Regions from separate parts of the Gossypium hirsutum genome. Here region 2 is linked to region 1. The links are chromatin contacts, called in public Hi-C maps. All regions are on one chromosome and are shown on one strand. The core of a region is the stretch at or near the end of the contact, and the rest is flanking DNA. Distances in the headings are between cores, read along the strand shown.

What was found. A called contact is a pair of places that touch in the nucleus more often than the background predicts.
Region 2: a Hi-C map of leaf shows a contact between it and region 1, with 2.2 times the contacts expected there. The contact joins the promoter of LOC107922144 here to the promoter of LOC107922148 in region 1. A contact is called at or near these places in 8 of 34 Hi-C or Micro-C datasets (hypocotyl and leaf).

The regions. Positions count from the first base shown.
Region 1 is chrD01:21,122,133-21,126,070 of Gossypium_hirsutum_v2.1, reverse strand. It overlaps LOC107922148 (kinesin-like protein KIN-4A), which reads left to right and starts at 1,964. Exons shown (of 26, transcript XM_016852021.2): 1 at 1,964-2,781; 2 at 2,937-3,080; 3 at 3,164-3,313; 4 at 3,544-3,797. The coding sequence starts at 2,656.
Region 2 is chrD01:21,486,266-21,490,190 of Gossypium_hirsutum_v2.1, reverse strand. It overlaps LOC107922144 (polyadenylate-binding protein 2), which reads right to left and starts at 2,004. Exons shown (of 9, transcript XM_016852014.2): 1 at 1,379-2,004; 2 at 529-647; 3 at 1-215. The coding sequence starts at 1,631.

The DNA.
Region 1 (3,938 bases), core at 715-3,214:
ATTCTAACAAATAGAATAGGGAAAAGAATACTCATAAATTTATTAATGGAAATGCTCGCATCTAGAACAATCTCTACTCACAATTGTCTAACTTTGGAATAGAAATCTTCAGATTAAGCAAACATAAAAGAAAACTAAAAACCTAAATCAAAGGTATGAAAAACTTTTTGAACCCTTGTAATATGTTGTTTTGAGCTATTATTTATATATTACATGTATTATGACCAAATTAGGTCAAACAAAGGTTGAGTTACAAGTTATTTAAGGTTGTGCAAACAAAAACACCCATGCAATAATTTTGGGTTTCGTCAGATTAGCGTCGCGACATTGCACGCCGAATGCTCCCCCTCTTTGTTTGAAGTAGGGTGTCGTGATATTAAGTGGTGGTTGTTGCAACATCGATGGTTGTATATTCCCCTTTTGATTCGAACTTCATTGTCGCGACATCCTCTCTAAATGTTGCAACAACCGGAGCAGTCCGCTGATTTATCGACCTAAAGTGTCGCCCTGTACTCTCAATTAACTTATTAGTTCTTCTTTAGGCTCTAAAATTACATAATCGTTTTAAATCATTGATTATTTTTATAGAAAAATATTTAAATAAATTTTTCTATAAACTTTTTAACTAAAATTTCAATGAAATTTTTAACCATTCTAGTTTTGTTTTTGAATATGTGTGAATTAAAGAGAGTTGACACAAGCTATTTATACGAGCATGTGTATATTAGATTGATAATTATTTTATATTTGAAAATCTTTTGAACTCATTTATTTGCTGGTAATTTTTATATGCATATATTAAATATTAGAAAAACGATAAATTTAAAATAATTTATGAAAAAAATGAATATCAATATGCCATCAGAATAATTGAATAAGATCCAACCTAAAACTAATAATGAATGGTGTTAAGAAAAAGGTATCCAAAGTTTAGGTAACCTAATGAGGCTTTTAATTTGAAGTTACTTGTGATGCACATAATTTATTTAAATTAAAAGTGCATAAGGATATAAACCCAATTTAGCATTTTTATATAAGCAAACAGCTCCATCCACATGTCTAAATATAATATAAATTTAATTGTATGAATTTTGTGAAAAATATTTGATTCAGTTTTTATATTTATGTTGATAAGTTGTTTTATAAGAATATAATAAAATAAATATTTCAATTAAATACTAACATAAAAATAATAAAATTAAAAGAAGTGGAAGTGGGGCCTTCTTTTCCAAATTGCATTTTTTACAAGAGTATTGATGGTGCAATTTAGTGGCTCCAAACATGCACATCACAACAAAAGGAAACCCAAAAAACACGAATTTAATTAACTGCCACAGAATCAGTAAAAAAGAATACAGAGAGGCCCATTTCTGGGTTCTTTTTCTTCTTTTTGTGCCATTTCTTCTTTCCTGGGTTAGCTTTTCGTCAATTTTATTTCTTTAATTTATTAGAACATATAATAGAGGTCTGTGATCACAAATGAGTATGTATTGCTTGTTTCATTGATTTTTTTTTTTTTGGTTCAGAACTTGTTTGATTTTATATACAATTTATAAACTATTGGGGAAGTAATATTAGAACATCATCTTTTAAAAATTAAAATTATGGGAAAACAAAACGAATTTAGTAAGAAAAAGATAGGTTAACTTTTGCTATTAGATCTTCTACTTTATGAAAGTTGTGAATTTAATTTTTATATTTTTTATTTGATCTATTTTAGTCCGAATCAGTACATAATTTTAGTCCCAAAAATAATTATATTTATTCAAATTAGATTATTTCAAACTTCTATATTTTCCAAATGTTAAATTTTGACAATTAAAATTTTATAAATTGACATAATATTATTCATAATAATATATTTAAAACATAACTTTAGTAAACTTCTACAGATAACAGAGAACGATAACAAAAAAAAATGTAGGATACAAATAACAAAGTGGTTTTTACTTTTAGAAATGGCATATATGATTCCAATCACGCGGCTTATGTGCTGTGGGGGAGTGGAATTACTTATATCGAACCTTTATAAAATAATACTCTTACCACAGAGGATGATGGCGTGGTCATCCCTGTTTATCGACCATATCCTGAGCACAATCATGAAATTTTCATCCTCATAATACGTGGTTTTAGGAGCACTTATCTATCTTTCTTTTTTTTTTTTAAATTTTTAACCAAAACCCAGAAAAAAATGGAGCTAAAAGGGGTAGAGCTGTAAAGATAAGGACAAAGACGAAACTCCATGAAGGTCATAATAAGAAACAGAGGAACATGGGAAATTGAGATTTGCAGTAAGCAAAAAAGTAGGATAAAAAGGGGAAGAGTGTTACGAAAGTTCTTTTCCTTTTTCTTTTACATGACGATTTTTTATGTGAAGGCTAGGGAAAATGACAGTAGTTGTTATCACTGCAGTTAAACTTTCTGCTTTGTATACTTCTATGGTTATGCTATCCCATTCCCTCTCATTCCTCAACTACCCTTCCCTCTTCTACAGTTTCTTCTTTATTTTTTCTTACATTTCCGAACAACAGCAGCAGCAACCCATTGTCCATGAGAAGGGTTTTTTTACAAGGAAAAGAAGAAAATAAATATTTTACTTTTTGGGGTTTTCTTCTTCTCTCTCTTTGTGGAATTTTCTTTTAGCTGTTTCGTATGGAAGTTGGTGGAGGTTCAGAGGAATGTTGTGTTAAGGTTGCGGTTCATGTAAGACCACTTATCGGTGATGAGAAGGTTCAAGGTTGTAAAGACTGCGTTACTGTCATCCCAGGAAAACCTCAGGTACTGTCACTTATTAATGCAGACCTTAATTCTTTTAAGTGCTTTCAAATGGATGATTTTGGGGTTAATTTGAAGTATTTGGAGATCTGGATCTTTTGGATGCTTGAATGATTGATCAATCAGAATTAACTAATGGATATTTTGCTATGCTGCAGGTACAAATTGGGACACATTCCTTTACATTTGATCATGTGTATGGGAGCACCAGTTCTCCTTCTTGGATGTTTGAGGAATGCATTGTGCCACTTGTTGATGGCTTATTCTTAGGATATAATGCTACTGTTCTTGCTTATGGTCAGGTACAGCTGAATCTCTCACAACACACACCTAAATATTGCTGTTTTTGTTTTCCTTCCAATTGAAGTTTGAAAAATTATTTCAGACTGGATCAGGTAAAACATATACTATGGGCACAGGCTTCAAAGATGGCTCTCAAACAGGAATCATTCCTCAAGTAATGAATGCTTTGTTCAGCAAGATTGAAAATCTAAAACATCAAATCGAATTTCAATTGCATGTGTCCTTCATTGAGGTTTGTTAAAGAACCAAACATTTCATTTTGTTTTTCTACTTTGCTGTAATACCTGTTGTTGTAAAAGCTTCGCCCTTCATGTATGAGATATCCATTTTATGAATATATCTTTTGGTTTATGTGATCGAGAACTCTTGTTTGCATCATTATAAGTATCACAACTGGCTTGACTAGCTCTTCCTACTTTGTAGACCTGACATGCATAATTTTTATCTAATTTTGATGTAAAGATCCTGAAAGAAGAAGTGCGAGATTTGTTGGATCCTACTTTTTTGAACAAATCAGATACTGCAAGTGCGAATACTGGGAAAGTAAATGTCCCTGGAAAACCGCCAATACAGATTCGTGAATCATCAGATGGTGTTATTACACTGGCAGGATCTACTGAAGTTAGTGTCAGTACATTAAAAGAAATGGGTGCGTGCTTAGAACAGGGATCTTTGAGTAGGGCTACAGGGAGTACAAACATGAACAATCAGTCAAGGTTTATTCATTCTCGGTTCTTGTTAAATTAAGTATTATTTAGTAATTACTTCTTTTAGTTTTACCTTTTTCTTGGTTTTATATGATTTGCTAAATGCAAATTTTGATAATTTTTTTATATACCAAAATTTCAGGTAATATG
Region 2 (3,925 bases), core at 755-3,254, 360 kb before region 1:
CTAAGGAAATGTCCTACATAGACCTGCTTGTCATTAATCAGCATACCATTTAATTTGTCGATTGCATTTTGAGCAGATTCTTCATTGTCAAATTGTACAAAACCATAGCCCTTAGATTGGCCAAAACTATCAGTAGATATCTTGCAAGAAAGAATGTTGCCAAATGAAGAAAATGTATCATGTAATGCTTTGTGGTCAATAGACTTGTCTAGATTCTGCAGTGAAACCAAAAAATCAAAGTTATAGTTAAACATTAAAAGCCAACATTTTTCAACAGACAAATTATGCATACATGAAAACCATTACAGAAAATAGACCGATGGAAGTCAAAGAAATGAAGGAAGTTTCGTGTGAAAGGTGAAAGTACAAAGTTTAACAGGCAGGAGCAAGAGTCCTACAAAGGTAAGGAACAGCCAACCAAAATTACCATTTTTCTGATTTAAAAAGAAAAAAATATCCTTGGAGTGAAATAGAAATCCAAATGGAGGAAAGGGAAAAAAAAGGTAAAAATGGAAAACACATCAATACCTTGATAAATATGTTTGCGGTACCAGTCTTACGAAGACTAGGATCACGCTGAGAATACATGACTCGGATAGGCTTATTATTCAGTGGTGTGAAATTCAGTAGATCCATTGCCCTAGCCGCTGCAGGCAAAAATAACAAAAAGACACCGTCAATTAACTTGAACAATTCCAACGAAAGAACTGATTCTCCCACATGATAATTATCCCACATCATTTATTTTTTTTTAAAGTTATTTAGTAACGCAGAAGTTCAAGCAACTCATCGAAATGCCAGGCAAAACTGGTAAAACACTCAAACATCAAAGCTCAAAACTTGTTTGAGAAATATTCTTATATCTACAAATTGCAAGCAATTTGTGCAATCCTGAAGCCAAGTATATATCTAAGGTCGGTACTTCAACTTCAATTATAGTTACAGTTACTGAAGACATTCCAATTTAGCACAAAAGGAAATCGGCAAATTGCATAAATACAATAATACACCTAAAATTCTAATTAAATTACTTTAGGGAAGTAATCAAGAACTGAACATAATGTCATCAATGCAGGACTTTTCTTTCCCTTTAAAAAGAAATTTTCAATTATGTATTATGAGAAAAGCTTTGTTAAAATAATGAATAAATAATCCTTAAATAATGCCTAGATAGCGGATCCGTTCAAACAGCATCTACAAATCCTTAATACATCAAAGTTATCAAATAACCGTATATTGATAATGATTACCAAAATTCAATAAACTCTGTTCACATTGTAGAATAATTCTCAATCAAACTAACTACGCCGAGCAGCCTTAAATTATTAAATTACTAGAAAAAAAAAACTAATCTTTTACAGTCAAGTAGAAGTCTAACCATCGCGAAGGTTGTTATAATTGACATAGCCATAGCCAAGAGAGCGGCCGCTCGCCAAGTCCCGGCAAACCCTTACTGATGCGACCGGAGCCACCTGGCTAAACAGTTGGTAAAGCTGCTCATCGGTAACGGTAACATCAAGATCCCCGACATAGAGAGACGTAAGCATGAATTGCGCTCCTCCGGCAGCTCCCGGGGCCACGCCATTTGGACCGGAAACCGCCGCCTGATGCTGAACCTGAATCTGCGCCATCCTCAAAATAAACTAGCCCTAACTCTCCTAGATCCTTCTCCTTTTTTCGGATTTTTTCCTTTTTTTTGCTTCCCTCTCCTATCTCTATTAAATCAAAACTATAGAGAAAAAAAGGATTTTAGAACTAAAGTTCAAAATATGTGGGAATTTTTTTTTTGGTGTTTTGGGGAATGAAGAGGAGAGGGAGTGATAAATAGGGATAGAATCGTCGGAAATCCGGAGGAGAACCGGACGGAAGACAACGCCGACGGAGAATATATGAGTTTTGGGGTAAAAATAGATTTTTTTTTAAATAATAAGAAAGGTTTTGGGGGAGGAGGGCAGAGAAACTGCACCGCACCGGCGAAGAAGGAACTGTGTCGTTTTTATAGGTAAGACAGTTTGAGAAAAGTTAATATCCGCCGTCTGATCCTTTTAATGGAAATCAGATCTTAGCCGTCTGACAAAATCAGGGTGCTTGCGTGACAATGGGCAGTGAAATTACACGTGGCAATGTCAGCCGTCAACGGTTATACCAAGTTTCTTCCTTTTTGTGTTTTGTTTACGTCATCAATCTTATTCTCAAACTCAAACGCTATTTTGTTCGATAATTTTAATGCTTTCTTTTAGTTAATCAGCATTTTGAGAAAAAAAAACTATAAATTCTATTATCTTTTAATATATCCTACAGATAATTATTGAGAATTTTAAAAAAGTCAACGGACGATATTTTGAAATGATTTGTTAGAACTGATAAGATAAGATAGAGTAAAATTTTAAATACATATAAATTGTTTTTATAAAAAAATTCACTGTAAAAATATAAAACCGAACTCTGTTATTTTGCGCAATGCGTGTTGTTTTGACTTGGCCAATTAGTTGTGCCGTTTGTTTTGTTTGTTTTTAATTGGAGTCTTCTAATAAACCATTTTTAGTTGTATTTCAACTCTGTTTATCTTGTAAATTAGGGTGTAGTACTCCCCTTTTTATAATAAAAATATTAGTAAATCTTGGGCCAAAGTTCTAAAAATAGAACGGATGGTTTTTTATTTTCTTCTTTTTGATTTTACATATTTATTATTTAATTATTTTTTAAATATTATATTTTTAATTATAATAATTAGAGTAAAATAATATTTTTTATTTTAGTTGTTACACATAATTAAAATATATTAACTTTTTAATTCAAATGTTATAATAGAAAATTTTAAATAATGATTAAGGTACTTTTAACGTATTCAATATATAATATAGTTTTACTTTATGTAATTAATGTAAAGTAATAGTATTTAAAATAATAATTAATTAATTAATTAATTAATATAATTAACCTTAATATTATTTAAATGATAATTAACCCTTCTTTTTAATAAAAAATAATATTACTTTAAAAGTGTTTTTATCTTATAGAAATATCAATGGGCTCTACAGTACCATCGGCTTTGGAACGACCGGCATCTTCTATCCCTTCGTAGTTGGAGAGGGTGACAAAAAAAAGTAAAGAATAAAGAGGATTCTACGTTGGTGAATGATGATCAAGATATGCCTGAAGCCTCTGTGGGAAAGTTATCTTATAAAGATAAGTTGACGGCTAATGGAGGGGGGATGTTGTAAGTGCTTGGAGTTTGGTGGATGAGATTGAAGTTTTGCCGGAGGATGTGATTATTAACCGGGGGAAAACTATTGGATATAGAGCTCTCATTAGTCGGTTAAAACTTCTTTGGTTGCCGCTTGGGAGATTGCAACTAGTTGATTTGGAGCATGATTATTACCTGGTTAAATTTAGTGATGCTGGGGACTATGAAAGGGTGTTGTTAGATGGTCCATGGATGATTTATGGCAGTTATTTAACCGTGAAGCCATGGAGTCGGGACTTCTCAACAAGGAAATCACATCCATCTCACGGTCTGGTTTGGGTAAGACTTATTGGTCTTCCATATCGCTATTATATAAAAGGGTTGTTCCGAACACTAGCAAATGAAGTTGGACATATAGTCAAAATTGACTATAACACGTCTGGAGGGAGAAGGGGGAGGTTTGCTCGTATGGCAATTGTTGTTGATCTGAATAAACCTTTACTTTCCTGTATTGTATTGATGGGTTTATTCAAATAATAGAACACGAGGGGCTGCCCTAAATTTGTTTCGGGTGTGGCTGTTAAGGACATATGCAAGAGGCTTGCGCATAGCAAAAACTAGTTGAGGCAGTGGCACCGAGTGGAGTTGAAAGGGAGAGTATGGGTACTGGTGCACCTGATTCGAATGTCGAGTATGCGAATAATGGAGGATTGTTTGGCCCTTGGATGGTGGCGAATA